2 separate regions of the Sus scrofa genome follow, and region 2 is linked to region 1. Evidence: chromatin contacts called from public Hi-C data. All regions are on one chromosome and are shown on one strand. Each heading gives the region's core, a stretch centred on a gene start, on an enhancer-like site or on the middle of the called end of the contact. The rest is flanking DNA. Distances are from core to core; before and after follow the strand shown. Region 1 holds the start of WRN (Werner syndrome ATP-dependent helicase). Region 2 holds the start of TEX15 (testis-expressed protein 15).

Evidence for each region. Hi-C and Micro-C count contacts between places; a contact is called where the count stands out from the background.
Region 2: a Hi-C map of epiblast stem cells shows a contact between it and region 1, with 1.6 times the contacts expected there. The contact joins the promoter of TEX15 here to the promoter of WRN in region 1. A contact is called at or near these places in 1 of 5 promoter capture datasets (fetal liver) and 4 of 47 Hi-C or Micro-C datasets (embryonic fibroblasts, epiblast stem cells, liver and 1 more).

What each region holds. Positions count from the first base shown.
Region 1 is chr15:54,092,708-54,096,701 of Sscrofa11.1, reverse strand. It overlaps WRN (Werner syndrome ATP-dependent helicase), which reads left to right and starts at 2,029. Exons shown (of 35, transcript XM_021075787.1): 1 at 2,029-2,336. It overlaps PURG (purine-rich element-binding protein gamma), which reads right to left and starts at 1,661. Exons shown (of 3, transcript XM_003359494.4): 1 at 1,506-1,661; 2 at 333-1,208. The coding sequence starts at 1,202.
Region 2 is chr15:54,208,038-54,212,031 of Sscrofa11.1, reverse strand. TEX15 (testis-expressed protein 15) reads right to left here and starts at 1,893. Exons shown (of 14, transcript XM_005671810.3): 1 at 1,715-1,893.

The DNA.
Region 1 (3,994 bases), core at 780-3,279:
GTGAGAATCAGACTCCTTGAAGTATAAACTACTAGAGGTATTACTAATAACAAAGGGCCAAAAAAGAGGAAAAACTTCTTCGAATGAGTATGGATCAGTACTTTTAGCCAATTTAGGATTATAATTTTTGCCTGATGGAGTTCAATTTCATTCTAGTCGAGGCATTCTTGTTCTTCACCACTGGCCCTTCTGCCATCCATCCTCTTTTCTTTATGGCTGTTGCAAATTTTCCTCATCTCTTCTTCATACTTGATAAAATTCTCCCCAAACCTTGTCCAAGCTTTGAATGGAACAGTAATAGTATTACGGTAAGGTGGCCTCACCTCACTTACCTTCAGGAAAATTCCATATTTATTAGAGCCCACATCAAAGTAGAACCTTTTATTGTCCACTCTGAAAGAAGTCCCCTCTGGGAGTTCCACTGGGTCATCGTCTCCACCTCTGCGGTCTTCTATGTCCCCTTCGCCATAGTCTTCAATGAGCTGAACCAAGGCATCTCGAAACTCAATCATCCCTTGTGCTGGGAGGACAATAGTCTGTTCTTGGCCCAAAGTGTGGCCAAAATAACCTATCATGCCAGTGCCCCGCATCATGGTTTGTCTAATCCTTAGGAAGCGACCCCTCTGATTTTCCTTTAGGTCTAGATAATATTTCCTATTGTCCCTCTCTATGTAGTCTGTCTTGAGGACACTGTGAGGATGCTCTTCGGACCCTACAGAGACTGGTGGGGAGGGTGCTGAGTGCTTCTGTCTCCTCCTGGAGCTTTGCTCTTTGCCGTGACCATGCTCTTGTCGGTGGCCTTTCAGGCCCAGGTGGGCATAGTGCTCGATGAAGTCCCCTAGGCAGTCCTTCAGCTCCGCTGCCACAGACAGGGAGAGGGTCAGTTTACTCTTTCTGATATTGTCTTGCCGGCCTCTCCCTATCCAGACTTCGGCTATCTTTAGGAACCGGCCCCGGGAGCTTTGCTTCACGTCTAGGTAAAACCTTTTTTTCTGGATGTCCACTCGTTTAGAGGCCAGCTCCTGGATTTCGGCGGCGCCCCCAGCCTGACTAGGGGTGGCTGAAGCCGCGTAGTGGGGGTAGTGGGGGTGCTGGGCCTGGGGATAGAGTCTACTCTTGCTTAGGCCAGAGCCCCCTACATTCTTGCCGCCGCGGCCACGGCCGCCGCCGCCGCCGCCTCCCCTTCGCCTGGCTCTTTCCATCTTCAGCTGCAAGTGACAAACAGACACACGGGGTGGGGTGGGGGAGGGGTGTTGAGAACAATCGCAGACGCCCCTCGGCCTGGGCTGCCCCAGCCTCCGCCCGGGACCCCCACACCGGGCCGCGCTTTGCACTGTGCCGGCCGCCGCAGCGCCGGGCTCCCGCCTCTACCGGACGAACGGTGGCGGCGGGCGGAGTCTCCCGGCTCCGCACCGGGCACACAACATCCCTCCGCGGCCCCTGGCCTCCCGCTCCCGCTCGCCTCGGGCTCAGCAGCCCCGGGTCCCCAGCCAGCAGACACTCACATCAGCACTGCCATCACCGCCGCCGCCGCCGATGCCCTTCACGACCGCCGCCGCCAGCTCTCGGCCCCTCTGTAGCAGCCGCCGCCCCCTGCCTGCTCCCCCGCCGCCGCTCGCACCGCCCCCCGCCGGAGCAGCCAGGCAGGGGCATCGCCTGCGGCGCCCGCCGCCGCCGCCCCTCCTGCGGCCGCTGCGGGGGCCGCCGCGGGGGCCGCCGCCTCTCTTCGGGCTCCGGCCCGACGCCCGCCGGGGAGGGTAAGGAGGGCGGGGAGGGGGGCGGTGGGAGGCGGGCAGTGGACCCCGCCTCTCCAGCACAGCCGGCTGAAGGGAAGACTGGGTCTCACGCTTTCCCTTGGGGCGCGCCCTGACTGAAGCCCAGCGCGAGGTGACTGGACAGGTATGAAGATGGGAATAAGGACCGGGGCGGCGAGAGAGTTCTGACTTCTTCAGGTTCCGCTGGGAACTGGTACTCTGGCGGCCCACCGGCACCTGCGCGGAGACTACACTCCCCGAAGTGCACAGCAGCGTCGAGTCCTCTGCGCATGTGCGCCGCGTAGCCATCTGGGCTGTGGTGGGCGGGGTTGTAGCACAGCGCCTCCGGAGAGGAGGACTGGGGGCGGGGCGGACCCTGGAGAAAGGTTTGGGGAAGATCTATGTCCCAGAAGTGACGTGTACTCTGTGCGCCTTGACGCTCAGGCGTGTGCTCCTCAGCGCGGGAACAAAGTCTGTTCAATTGATGACTATCCTGGATTCCTGGGTTCCAGGCCCCAGTGTTGGGGCGCTGCTCAAGTCATCCAGCTGAAGGGAAATCCTGTTGAACTGGCTCTTCTCAGGGTAACGTGTCCTCCCTCTTCCTACTTCCAGCTCCAGACCCTGGGGTATCGTTCTAGCCTTCTCCTACACTGGAGGTGCTCAGTCCGGCAGAGCAGGCCTCTGGGCTGTGTGTAGGAGATCCCTCCTTCCCCTTTCCACCTTTCGAGCTTAGCGGTAAAGAACCTCGTCCTCCCGCAGGCCTTCTTTGAGCTGCTGTGAGCAAAAGTGTGCTTCCACGCTCCTCTCGCTTTAGCTTGTGCAGCTGATTGGTTACCTGTTGCGTGCGTTTAGGAGCCTGTTCTAACTATATGGTCTTCACTGCTGCAGAAATTCAGCCACTCCATGTTTACACAACATAGTCCAGGGAAATAACCCATTTTGTCTAATGTAACAAACTATTTTGGAGTTTTCGAGTTCAAAGTATTCAATCTTTAATGGTTTGGGTTTTTTTTTTTTTCTTTCTCCTGGTTGAATTTGAGTTGATTTCTGGGTATGTTTGAATATGTAAAAATTCTCCCCATGGAAGGGAATATTAAAATCCTTAGGATGCTAATTTAGTAGTCTTTAAGTTAGCGTGTAGGAGAAACTGTCCCAATAAAAATGTAGAAAGGAGAGACTCTGGCCATGATGACTAAGCAAAGTCCATCCAACTGCCCCAACCACCCCTCCCCACACATCTGCTTCTGTCAATTTGTTTCCACATCCACTACCTGCCTGACGTCACTCCGGTCCAACTAGCCAAGGATGGACCTGGAAGAAGTAGCCCATAAAAGCCTTGTGAAACCCTTCTTCCGGGCTCAGACACTGGAGATCGATCTCCTCCGAGCCGGCCGGCGTAATAAACCTGAGTTCTCCAACTCTCCGAGTGCTCGCTTGGTTTCTTGCCGGGTAAAAGAGCTGATCCACTGCAGCCAGAGCTGCTGGAGCTAGTAGGCTACAGCCACAGGGCTGTCTCCAGAGCTGATACGCTGCAGCGCAGGGCTGCTGGGTAGCTGCCGTAACATTTCTGGAGGCCCCAGCAAGATTCCAACCGTTCTGGCCCCTTGAGCCACCAGAACAGAGGTAAGGCCGCCCGGGAGCCAGGGAGCCTCGAACCGAACGAGGCGTTGTGCCACCCTATGGTATTCCGGGTCCTCCTTCGTGAGCGGCATTCCTGACTCCCGGGTGACCGAACCCCGACTGGACTTAGTGGAGAGACAGACCAACTCACCAGAAAGGCATCTGGACAAGGTAAGGCCCCGGGGCCAACCCCAGTCAGGTCCTGCCCCAGTGGGCAGAAGAGGAGACTGATCACCCCCTGAGGGAGACTCTCCTGGTCGGAAGCTGTGCCTGACAGAGCAGCAGTCCTAGTGCTCCAGATTGGAAGCAGAGGAACCTCTTGCTTGGGTGGAGCAACTGTCGGGTGTAGCTGATTGAAAGTTGTGCTTGATCGAGCTACTAGTTAGGGACTCCCAGGGAGTGGGAGGCCTGTGGTAACCTCCGTGTGTGAGAGTGAATGAGTGGCCTGATTCGTTTGCATTTCAGGTTCGAGTTTGTGGCTCCACGGTCTTAGTGGCTACAGAGTCCGAGTGGATCCATTTTGGGCCATAAATTCCTCCGAGGAGATAATCTAACTTGACCTTGCCCCTGGGCCTCCAGGAACTCCTGGCCCAGATTCTAAACCAGCCATGGCACTGCCC
Region 2 (3,994 bases), core at 644-3,143, 120 kb before region 1:
CCGCCACAGCCACGCCAGTTCTGAGCCCAAGACCTACACCACAGCTCAAGGCATCATCCTTAACCCACTGAGCGAGGCCAGGGATTGAACCTGCGTCTTTATGAACACTAGTCAGATTCGTTTCCCCTGAGCCACGATGGAAGCGCCCTGAAACCTTTTTAGAATACCTAATAAATAAAATTAGCCATTTTCTAAATGTAAACTCAATGACACTTTCTTAGAGCCTCTACTACTTCTGTTCCCTCTACACACACAATACACTGTCAAAACGGAATTGAAACCCTTAAATTAGCGAATTATCACTTTGCGTCTCTTGGATTTTATACCTTGAAATAGTTGGACCCCTATTTATCTGTCACCCCTCCCAAGGCAAATAATGCACTTAGGGTGTTGGGATGCTTCACACTGCACTTGGAAGCCATAGTTTTTAAAACTTCAGGGGAACTGTGATATCTTTTAAAGCTTTGCAGTTACCAATAAATAACCTCAGCCTTTACATTTTCTATAACATCATTATTAAATAGTTTTTTTTTCCACACGGCCACCACAGCGGCCAGGTACCCCAAACTGAGCATTCTAAATAAATGTAGTAAATTCAACCACAATATGCAAAGTATAGAAACTGCCTTATAAGATCTGAGTAGGCGTGGGCTTAGGAAGTGGCGCATATTAAACTACCTGACAGCCAGGACACTTTCTGCACCCACACCACCGTGGGACCCGAAAAGTTTCACGATGTGCGAAGAGTTGAATCTGGAAGCACCAAGGCGAAGCAGTCTCGCAAACCCTCCATTCAGCCCTTACAACTGCCAAAGCACCCGGGACACGCGGCGGCCGCATTCCCAGGCGCGTTAGGTCCGCCCGCCCGCCCGCCGGGGGATGCTAACCCCTCATCGGAGCCCGAACACCCCCTACGCCCCACTCCCGAGCCGCCCTGCCTACTCGAGCGCTCCCATGTCCACCCGCTCCTGCAGCGAGACAGCGGTCGGCCAGGGCCGGCGGGCATCATCCAAGCGCGGGTTCTGCTTGGTGGCGATGCGCCGCGCGGACGCCCCGGGGGGCGGAGGGCTTAGCGCCTCATGGCGCCGCGAAATCAGCCGTCACTCGGTCGGTGTGGCCAGGATCTGCGCTTCGAAGCGGCGGGTCACTAGTGAGCCCAAACCGCTGCCCCGGGTGGGCGGTACCCGTGGAAGCCACGCCCCTCATGAGCGGCCCAGGCCCCGCCCCCAGACAGCCGCCCCTCAGCAGCCCCCGCCCGGAAGGAACGCGAATGGAACACTGGACACCCGAGGCTCCCTACCGCGGAAGCGACGGTTCCGTGCGCTCCCTTCTGCTTTCGGGCGACTGGGAGCTGAGGATCCAGGGGATGAACCGGGGCGAGACGCCCAACCTGTGGTGCTTTCCCTCCCGGTGTCTCAGCGTCCTCAGCTGTTAACGGAGGCTCGCGGTTCCTCAGTGACTCTAGGAGCCGGGCCTGAGGTTGAGCGTGCGTGGGAACAAGCTCATCTGAGGAAAGCTAAAATTTAATTTTCGCCTAAATTCTCACTTTTTCAGAAGTAAAATTTCACTTTCCACGCCCCTCGGAGGCCTTATATTTGAGTCCAAATTAAGAATTCCTGAACTTTATGATAATTAACATTCCCCCTTTAAATTCAACCTGTAACCTCGCTAGCTTCTATATCGACTGGCCACACCCGCCACTTTCCCCACAAACCTTGAGTATTCTTTTTCGCTCGTCCAATATTCAGAACCTAAATTTTCTAGGCGAAACAGAACTTCTTCACCTGCACCTGCAGAAACTTCGGGAACGTCTGCCCAGGAAGGCGGCGCTGCTCAAGCACGTGCGCAAGCGGAGGCGGCTGTGCAGGAAGAAGTCGCAACTGCGCCTGCGCAGTGGGCGGAGCCAGAGGCCCTGCAGGGGGCAACCTGAGGGGCATTGGGGAAGGGTAAGGGGGGGAGTTTGGGGAGGGGGTTTTAAGCGGAAATGAATACCCGGGTTCAGCGTCGCAATATGAAAAGTGTATTCAGCGCATACTCCATTTGCTCATAGTAGGCCTCGAATGACTAAATAAATTGATCTGTTTCTCATTTTCTCCTTTATTGACCTGATTCCTCCAAAATTTTAAACTTAAGAATTAGGGTAGCCAGCAATTGTACTCCTAGGAATTTACACCCAAGAGACAAGTGTAAGAATTTCGTACCAACACTATTCATAGCAGCCATATTAGCCTTTATAGCTATACACTCATCATAGTACTGGAAATAATCCAAATATCCATCAACAGGAATTATAGTATATTCACCTACTGGTTTATTTAACAACAGTGAAAACAGAACTACACTTACACGCAGCAACAACGCAGATCAATTTCACAATGTGGAAGGAACAGAGTCAGGCAAAAAAGAATATATATTGAGAATTTCTATTTATATGCAGTTCGAAAACAAGTAAAACCAAAGATATTTAGGGATGCATGCTTACATAGTTAAAGAATACAGAAAAGCAAAATGTGATTTCTAAGAAAGAGTTACAGGATTACAGGTGATTTTTTACTTTCTTCATTATGCTTTTCTTTAACTTCAGAGTTTCATACAATGAACGTTTGTAATCAGTAGGGGGGAAATAGATGTTTATAATAGTAAATAGGAAGGACAAAGGTAGGAATTTCTCTTGTGGCACAGTGGGTTAGGGATCCAGCATTGCTGCAGCTGTGGCACACATTGCAATTGCAGCTCAGTTTCCATCCCTGGCCTGGAAACTTCCACATGCCAGAAGTGTGGAAAAAAAAAAAAAAAAAAAAAGAGGAAGGAGACAAAGGTAAAATGCCATACTGAAACTGAAAAAAATAATGATCTTGTGAAAAACGTAACTATATCAAATCTACAACTTTAGTTTCTGGTTCCTCTATTCCCATTTTTGTTTCCTTTTTGAAATCTGAAGAATTTCAAGTTCTGAAGAAAAAAATAATCTACCATTTTTATTACCTAAGAATTAATTTTTGTTTTATAGCTTATAATTTTCTTAGGTTTATATTCTATTATTCTTCTTGGGTTGGTTAGTTTATTTTCATTTTTTTTCATATTAAGAAAACCTTTTTAAGACTATGAATCTGCCTCTGAGGCCATACATTGGCCTCATCCTATGAGTTTTTATATCTAATGTTTTCATTATTATTTTCAAAATTAATTTGCATTTATATTTTTAATTTCTTACGTCAACAGTTATTTTGGAACAGGCTTTATAATTCCTAAGCAATTTAGAAGTTGTTTACTCTTATTTCCCAGTTTAATAACAGCACAGTCAGAAAATGTGATCTGTGCAATTTTGCTTTTGGGAATTCATTTTTTTGGTAGTCTAAAATGTGTTAATAAAGTTCCCATTGCTATTTTCTGTAGTGTATAAAGTTTAACATACACATATTATGTATGTCATTAAATCACATTATTCAGAACATTAAAATCTTTACTTTTTTTTTGGTCTTTTTAGGGAGGTTCCCAGACTAGGGGCCGAATCGGAGCTATAGCTGCCAGCCTACACCACAGCACAGCAACGCCAGATCCTTAACCCACTGAGGGATGCCAGGGATTGAACTTGCATCCTCATAGATACTAGTCAGATTAGTTTCCACTGAGCCATGATGGGAACTCCTGAAATCTTTACTTTTTTAAAATCAACTTAATGTTTTTGCCTTTTGATTTCTCCAAGAAATCAGAGAAATATGCACTCAGAGAAATGTGCTTCTATCAATTTCTCCTTGAATTTGTGGCCATTTTTCTTCATATGTGTAGAGCTATATTATTTAGTATGTAAAGCTTTATGTAGATGATATTTTGTGCATATTGGATCTTTTCTCAAAACAAGACAAAATCTGATATATTTGTTTCCTCAAGTTCTACTTTAACTGGTATTATTATTGCTACCTCGTTTCTGTTTACATTTATATATTATTTATTTTACTTTTCTGTGTTATTTAGTTCACCTTTTTAAAATAAA